Linked DNA regions of Manis pentadactyla: region 1 is linked to region 2. Evidence: chromatin contacts called from public Hi-C data. All regions are on one chromosome and are shown on one strand. Each heading gives the region's core, a stretch centred on a gene start, on an enhancer-like site or on the middle of the called end of the contact. The rest is flanking DNA. Distances are from core to core; before and after follow the strand shown.

Region 1 (4,410 bases), core at 473-2,972, 280 kb after region 2:
CGTTGGACCATACCCTTGGCCACTTCCACCATTTAGGTGAAAGTGAACAATAAGTAGGATCTGAGTTATGTTTGGAAGGATTCCAAATAATTGAGATATTGTGTGTGAAGTGCTGGTAAATAGAGCCTACCTAATAAATGTTGACTTTAAAAAAATTCTGCACTTGCATTGGATGGAACCCAGAAACAGCAGTAAAGGCTATAGTTGCTTCTAACCTGAGAAGCCTCTCTGCAACCATTTTACTCAAACTTTTGAGGTGATAGCAATTGTACTGTGTTCTGATTCACAGGATAAAAATAAAGTTGGGCTAACTGTAATTTTGCCATGCTGCCTTTGCACAGTTCTGAGCTCACTTTGAAATTAGCAATCTCAGATAGACTTTCTGATATTTTTATCAGACTTGCAAAGTAGTATTTTCCCACATCCTTTCCAGGAAGGGTGGGAGCCTACTACTTACCAAACTTTATGAATAATACTACTTACCTAACTAGGCTCAGAACAGAATGATCTTGCTTTAGGTGTGCAATTCCTGTTCCAGATAAAGCACTCAATGGAAATGGGATGAGTTGTTTTTTGTGCCCTATATCTAAACCCCCAGTGTTACAAAATGAGAACAGTCCTACCTTCATTGTCCTCCAAAGAAAAAAAACATGCTAAGAATGAAAAGCTCTGAAAGTTCTTTGAGCTTCTCAAAAGCATACCATCCTTGAACACTTCATTGGATGTCCTCTGCCCCACCCCACATCCTCGCTTCAATCCTAATTATTGCCTATCTTTTCCAATTAAATGGAAGTCACTGGCAGGCGTTGGGGCAAAAATATCCATCAGATAAAGTGTTCAGGGTACATCTAAAGAAGACATCTAGTGTTTTGTGGAATAAGGCTTTTAGAAGTGTCAGTACTTCATGATGTCATTTTCACTTATAAAAAGGTATCAATCATCAGTGTGACTACTGTTTTAGTACTGCTCTGCATTATTTGACCTCTCCTCTAAGTCTATAGGTTTTACCTGATTTTCTTTGTATTTACTCAACTGTAACTTCATTCAGTAGTAACAAGTCTCTTTTCCTGCTAGCGAGCTGCAAAGGTTTTCTTTCTTCGAAGAGCTGCATTCTGGACCTCAGGTAACCCTAAAAAGGAGAAATCTGGACTACAAATGAGTCACTTGCAAATCATTCCAATGGCAGCCCCTGTCTGGGTTAGTCACAGCATCACCCCATCCTGGTATGCAGTACTTGTCGCCTAGTAGGTCATCAGTAAATACCAGCTTTATGAAGGAAGGAAAGCAATTCGCGTGTAAGGGTGGGCAGCCTTCCATAAAGCAACAAATTGTGAACTAGGGTTCTCAAGATACCTTCTGAACTAAGCCCTTCATCTTAACTACTTTTGGACTAGGATGAAAATTTAACCAATGCTTTCCCAATTAATTTGCCCTTCGCGGCAGTGACTGTGACCAGAGCTTCCTATTACACCCATTTCTTCCATAGGCAACTCTCCTTTCTGATCAAGAACAATTAATTGCCCACTGCTTTGTCTGCCTCGGGGACCCTAGAGCCAGGGACGATAGGCAAGATGGACTGGAGCCTGAACCCCCGGGAGTGTCTCTCTCCAAAGCACGAAAGGGCTGGGGACGTCTTCCGCCATACCCTCAGTCCTACCACGTCTCCAGCCCGCCCTCCAAGCCCTTTCCCTCCCTCCCCCAGCTTTCCGAGTAAGTGCAGCCACTGCCCCCGACCCCCCAACGATCCCTCTTCCGCCCGGCGCTTGGGGAACGGGCGGGGTGGGAGAGCACCGCTTCCGCGTTGGTGAGCGGCGTGGGCCTTGACGTCACTGCGCCCAGACGTCATGCCGACGTGAGGCCCGGTCTCCCGGGAGACCGGGAAAGCCGTTTCGCATCTGGTAGCATCGAGGTGTAGGTGAGAGATAATGAATGGCTTCCTTGAGCCCCGGGATGACCCGGTCCCCCGGGATGACCCGGTCCCCCGGGATGCAGTTCCGGAGCGGAGGCGTGTTGGCATCCAGGGAGAGGGCCGGAAGCTGAGCCGCGGCGCTGCGGCGAGGGGATGGGATTCCGAGCCTCGCCTCCGCTCCGCTCTGCGGCCCCAGCTTTTGTCTCCTCGAGCCCGCCGGCTCCGGCGCCCTCTTCTCCCCCGGAATGCGCGGCTTGGCCTCACCCCTGCGCCCTCTTCTTTTTTTCTGCCACCGCGGTTCCCGAGGGAACGGGGTTAGAAAGGGACAGATTTCAAAACCCTTCCAGCAGTTTGGCTGGTCTTGCAGTGGTTTCTATTTGGAAAATCCTGCCTCTTCAGCAAAGTTTTAGGTCGTGAACTCCGCTTCACCTGACTCTGACCTGCTCTTTTGTGGGTGATTCACTCCAGGGGAAGTTCTTTATGAGAAGGCCTGAAAGCTGAACGTGAGTTAATGACCCAACGTGACACTGGTGTGAAGAAGGGAATCGGAAGTGAATAATCATGGACATTTCTGAATTTTTGACATGTTCCTCGTTATCCTGTTTGCGGGTTCACAAATACCTACGTGGCTGCTGTCAGTTATTACCTCACCTGTTGCTGAAGGGCAGTCTATGCGTGTGTAATGTCAAATAATAAAAGGGGCTCAATAAAACAGGCAAAATAATGTAAGGATAAATTAAAAATTTTACTGTTGCCAAGAGGAAAAGAGACTCCCCCCCTTTTTTTGAGAAACCTCACATTTGTGAATGTATCCTCTATTCCTTTAATACATATATGCAAGTTTTTTTAAAGACGCAGTTTGAGGAATTGGGAGCCATTTCTTTAAAATGTAAGCCTCAAAGAAGACAGCACCCCTATCACCTTATCACCTTGGGAGTTTAGCATAGGCACCTTACTTTTAGTAACAGCCTGCTTTGTCTTAGCGATATGTATTCCTTCGAACAAACGCAATTAAGATAGCACAGATGGCTACTTCAATTTCCAGGGGAATTTAAAACGAATTAGGAAAGAATATATAGTAAGCTGTGTTGAAGACAAAGTTACCATTTACCTTGAGAACGTGTATGTAATGGATTATATCTGCTTGGCTGTATAAAAAAATGAGATTTCTTTGTTTTTGTATCTCAGCAGATTGTGCTGTGCATCAGTCTGGTTAACTGCTAATTCAATAATAAAATTGTTTCTTTCTTCATTGTGGAGGGATTTTCTGGGTTGGCAGTGTATTTTGTTTTAAATTTTTCCTCAATAAGAAAACTGCCAATTATTTCCCTCGGTATAGTAAGGCCACAGAGTTGGAACGAATTTACAGACAATGATGATATTTACAGAAATAAAAAACTTCCACTGGTGCCTTGTTTATACCATCATTAGATTCATGCTCTCAAATAATTTTATGGGTGGAATTTTAAAAGGACATTTAGTTGATAATTTTAGGAAAAATTCGACTCCCAATACAATTTAGTTAGGATCATGCCATCTTATTTTACTGATGGTGAGTGCCACTGTAAAATGGTGGAAATGAGAATAATGAATCTTCTGTGAATAATAAATCTTCTATGAATAATGAGCTCTTGCTACATCACAGAGACAGTCTGCCTAACTTTAGATGATGTACTTGGCCATGTGGGCCTATGTTAACCATGTCAGTTAACTTTACCTCCACCCCAGTTAACTTTACACCCCCCTCCCACACACACATTTTATGTGTCTATATAGGAAGGCAGCTTGTTACTTGTTTTAAATAGCAGCTCATTAAAACATGGGCTTTGTACTAACACACAAGATGCGGAATCTTCTCTTCCACTAATGGTTGCATAATTTAAAGAAATGCTACCACTACAGGAATTTTAGTCAGCTACAATGTCCCTGCCACCTTGCCCCTGCTGGGGTTGCTGTCTGTGACAGAGTACTGTGCCTCTCCAGTCTCTTTGCCAAGATCCTGCCCTGATCAAAAGCAAATAGCCTCAGGAAGTCTTTACTAATTCTCCACTCCCTTCAGAAAAATGAGACATTTTTCTTCCCTGAATTCCTATATTGTTCCTTCTCTACAACTCCTGACACACAGAACTTCCCAGCTATGGAATTATGTCTGTATCATCTTACTCTGCTGGCCCCTTCTATTGCCAACTCTCTCTATATATACACACATCTCTCACTCATGCAACTGGACTGTCTATTCTTTCCCAAAGTGTTCCTCTGTCTTGTGTGTTATTATGAAAGGAGTGATAGAGTTTTACCTTGAATTATGTTATATTAGAAAATGAAAATCTATTAAAAGTAAATCAGCTGCATAAAAATATGCAAATGCTCATCTTAGGTAATATTGACACTTGGCTTCTCATGCTTTGACAACTCTTCTGTTCAATACCTGCATACCATACTTAGCCTGGTACTTTTTTTTCCTGTACTTCATCATTTAAACCAGCATTCATGTCACAGTT
Region 2 (4,283 bases), core at 609-3,108:
CAATTCTTTCCAGAAAGAATTCCATTTGGCTTCTGAAATGTTAATTTATTTATAAGTGAGTTTGTTTTTCTGATAAAACCCATGATTAAGGCTGTGTTTAAGTGTTCTAACAGCCTCAAAAACCTACTTCTATAGCAGTGTCACAAGTATTGTCTCTGCTTCAATTAGTGAATAATTATTCACAGCACTAATGTGCCTTCCCTCCAAAATATATTTACATATATAGCTCAAATGAATGCTTACTGAAACCTATACACACAAATGGTCTTTAAGAGGACATCCTACTATGCAAAAATGCAATATGTAATACATACTTTGAGAAATATACTTACTTGTGCTTGAGAACAAATTTCACATTTTTGTATGCAAAGGCTACCAAGTAAGTGCTTACTAGGGTCATCACACTATACAGAACAGCAGACTGAATAAGATCCATATGCCATATTCTCCAATACAACCCTGAATTAAGACAAAAGGGAGGGGGCACAAAAGGGAACAAAAATATTACCACCCAGTTACAAGGGCGTGCTGAGTTAGTTAATCAGAGATAAGGCCGGTAAAATACAGCCTGTGTTACAGAATCCAACATAGTATGAGGATCTTCAGAAGCAGGATATCCAATATAAAATTACAATCTCAAACTCTTCCAGTTCAGAACACTTGAAAAACATAATCTTCCCATTACCAGTCCAGATGAGATGTCTGCTTCTCCTAAAGTGACAACTCGGGCTCAACAAAATCACAATTCAGAGTTCAAATTTCATTCATGCTAACTCTAAGCACAGGCCATTCTAAAACACCACGTGCAGTCCCAACACAGTTTATATGCTGACGTGGCTGTTATCTGATATCCAGGCGGTACTGTGCGCGCAGGGCTCCACACCACGTTAACTGTCCGATGGGTTTTATAAGGCCGAAGGATAAAATAAATCTGGATTTATCTTGTTTACTTTTTTCACAACAGTGCAGTTCTGTGAGGGTCAGGAGATACAAATTCGGGAAGCCGGGCTCGAAAAACAACTCGGCCAAGTCTGCAAGGTTGTTCGACCCAAGTGAGAATTCTAAAATCGCCCTAATAGGATTATTAAAAAGTTGAAACAAGGTAGATCGAGAGCCCTTGGCACTGGTTCAACTCGCGCATCCAATTAGGAAATGATGTATGTGAAGCAGTTCATGTAAAGCTAACACTTCTAATTCATCGTGACAGCACATGGGAGCCTGTCCCTCAACCCAATTCATTAGTTTCCCAAAAATAAGTAATTGTAAAGTGTAAAATCTCGTATGGCAAAACCACAGTTGTGGCCGAGGGGGAAAGACAGCAGGCTATATGCATGAGTGCTAACACAAGATCTTAACCCGGTACTTTCTTAAAATACAGATTTGGGGCCGCCGTCCCACACCTAGAGGCTCACAATATCCGGGGGCGGGGCCCGGGAACAAGCGTACTTTTTAAAAGCACCACAAGTGACTTTCCTTGATGACCCCCCACCACCACCTTAAATGAGAACACTGAGACCCACAGAGGCTACATGCATTCCCCGACCTCGGGGCGAGCTGGCGACAGCGCGGGCCTAGCGGTGCCCCGACCCCGCCACGTCTCCTCCCTGCCCGAGCCGCCCCCGGCCTTCTCCGCTCGCCTGCTCCCAGCGCTTACAGATGGGGATGGCGGACACGATGAAGGCGTTCCCGAAGAAGAGTGCGGAGGACTTGGCCGATAGGTTGCGGCTGAAATCCTGCAGAAGCAGGTCCTCCTCTGACTGCTGCTTGGAACCTCCTTTGGGAGCCATGGTAGAGCTGCAGCCGGCAGCCAGGAAGGCAGCGCAGGGGCCAAGCTGGGCCGAGACCTCTGGCCCCGCCCCCACGACCGCCGTATCCGATAACGACCCGTCACCGCTGCGCGCAGAGGCGGGACCCGGAGCGGCCGGGAGCAAACTTCCCCAGGATTGGCCAGCCTGGCACAGCTACGTTTGTGATTGGGCTAGCGGGCCAGACTTCCGGATTCCTGGCAAGCCAATTGACTGGTCGACTTGAAAGAGAAGGCAGGGATTTGTAGTTTAGTGGGTGCCTTTTAAAAAAAAAAATGAACGGAACTTTATTGACATGCTACTTCTCGTATGCTGTGAGGTGTTCCAAGTTGGAATTCCAAAATAACAAGCTTTTCTGACCCTGAGTCATATATTCATTGATTCATCAAGCTGGTACCCTCTGTGTGTACCCAGCACTGGGGCATTGGAGGAAGAGGAGAAAGATAGGTATAACTAAACCTGTCAAATATCTTCTCCTTTACACATCCATAATTTCATTAAATATCCTCAAGAATCCTATGGTATACATATCATTGTCCCCATTTTGCAGGTGAAGAACGAGGTAAGAGACCGGCAGTGCTGGGCTCCAGGTTGTGGGCTCTTCTCAACATAATAATAGGCTATCTTTGAACCAAAAAGAAGGCATTTTTGCTTTTAAAGAACTCGTGGTCTCTATGATTTAATTTATTTGTAGAATATAAAAATAAAGCGAAAGCAGAAAGAACAAAACAGCATTAGTTTCACAGACACTGAAACGTGAGTAGTGATTACCAAGGGGAAGGGGAGTGGGGGGAGGAGGACTGCTGAACCACTGTGATGTACATTTGATAAAATTTTTAAAAATTGAAAAAAAAACCTCGTTGTCTGATGAAAATAATATTTAACTTTTGTCTAGTACACTTACAAATTACTACACTTATGTTGCTTTGTTTCAGCTAGATCTTTAGAGTAACGTGGACTCCAAAGCCATGCTAAATTAAACATAATACTGAGTAAAGACATGTTGACTGGACAGACCTCCTCTTGCTGAGAAAGCCAGTGTTTTTCCCAGAATTGTGTCTCGGAAGCAAGGAAGACTGAAGCCAGCAAACGAGTACAGAGCAACCAGCGAAGCTCTTTTAATGAATGAAAAGAGAAAGATCCTGCTACTCAGGAGAGGCTCCAAGGGAGGATACATCAGGGCTCTGTTGTCTGTGGTTTATATTGCCTCCTGAGAGGAGGAGGTCCCACCCTCAGGGGATGAAATAGAGAACTGAACTAATGACATCATAACTCACTCTTAAATGGCTGAAAGTACAATCATTTGCATAGGGCAAAACCAAACAGTTGTGGTCTGAGTGTACTTTTGAATTGCTGAGTTGTAGTGGAGCTTTTTGAAACTTACAAGGGCTCTGAACTCTGCCTGCATCCCTCTATTACCTGCCTCACTCTGAAACTCAGAAAATTGAATATGCGATTAAAACAGCTTCATGCCATTTATAACCACCAAATTATTTTTTCTTGAAAAAATAATGCTCGACCACTTCTTGGTGATGAAAGAGCAAAAGCTTCTTTCATCTACATTACCAACATTAGACAAAATTTCATTGACCTCCAGCTTTTTTACCAACAATTTGTAGATCTTTCTTCCTCACTTTATCCAAATTGTAATTGACCACAGCTTCCATTCTAATGGAACTTTCCGACTTCAACTTTTTCAATCTGTTCTCTATATAGGTACTGTTAGGGGTTGAGTTTGTTTTACACACTTCTTATCCCCACTGCAACAAAGAATTGAATGCAGACACACAGTAGTGAAGTGGAGCAAAAGTTTAATTTGAATACACTCTAAGGCAATAATGGGCCAGAGTCAAGGTAGACATAGGCAGGTTACTTGAATAAAGCAGAGGGGAAGGGGAAGCTCATTGATGGGAATTTGCAAGCTCAAATCAAAGCTCTCAGTAGTCTCTCCCTACTTATCCAAAGTAGAAAAGAGAGAGTGAAGACTTGTGCCTAATAACACAGTCTGGAAAATAGAATGAAATAGCAAAGTGACAAAGACACCACTGGAAGAGCACAGAGACAAAACATAGTAAGTTGACAGGTATGAAGTCTTTTAAAAATACACACTCCAAGAAAGGAGAGTATGGGCAACCTCAGAGAGGAGGTGCACTTAAGGCTTTTAGGAGTCTGTCTTTCAGACTTTCAAGAATGAGATAAAGGTAAAGGGTTAGGGGGACATCGACTTGCCATATGGTCTCATGATGTCTATCTCCAGTGAGAGACAACATGTTATTATCCATAGTCAGTCCCCCACATAATTCTGTAGGATAAACTTCCTGTTCCTCTGCAAGATAATGGCTACCCCCCAACACTGGGAACATCAGCTAAGACCTCTTGCCTTGCCTTAAGATAGGCTGTTGGCTAATCATCAAGGAATATGCCAGGAATCTAACTTCCCAATTCTCTTTTAAAATGGAATCTTGGCCTAAAGTCCTG

The links. Hi-C and Micro-C count contacts between places; a contact is called where the count stands out from the background.
Region 1: a contact with region 2 is called in a Hi-C map of blood, with 3 times the contacts expected there. The contact joins the promoter of LEKR1 here to the promoter of SSR3 in region 2. A contact is called at or near these places in 2 of 3 Hi-C or Micro-C datasets (blood and skin fibroblasts).

Annotation. Positions count from the first base shown.
Region 1 is chr1:89,844,478-89,848,887 of mManPen7.hap1, forward strand. It overlaps LEKR1 (leucine, glutamate and lysine rich 1), which reads left to right and starts at 1,723. Exons shown (of 14, transcript XM_057499450.1): 1 at 1,723-1,915; 2 at 2,378-2,798.
Region 2 is chr1:89,563,738-89,568,020 of mManPen7.hap1, forward strand. It overlaps SSR3 (signal sequence receptor subunit 3), which reads right to left and starts at 1,859. Exons shown (of 5, transcript XM_036904136.2): 1 at 1,655-1,859; 2 at 333-459. The coding sequence starts at 1,787.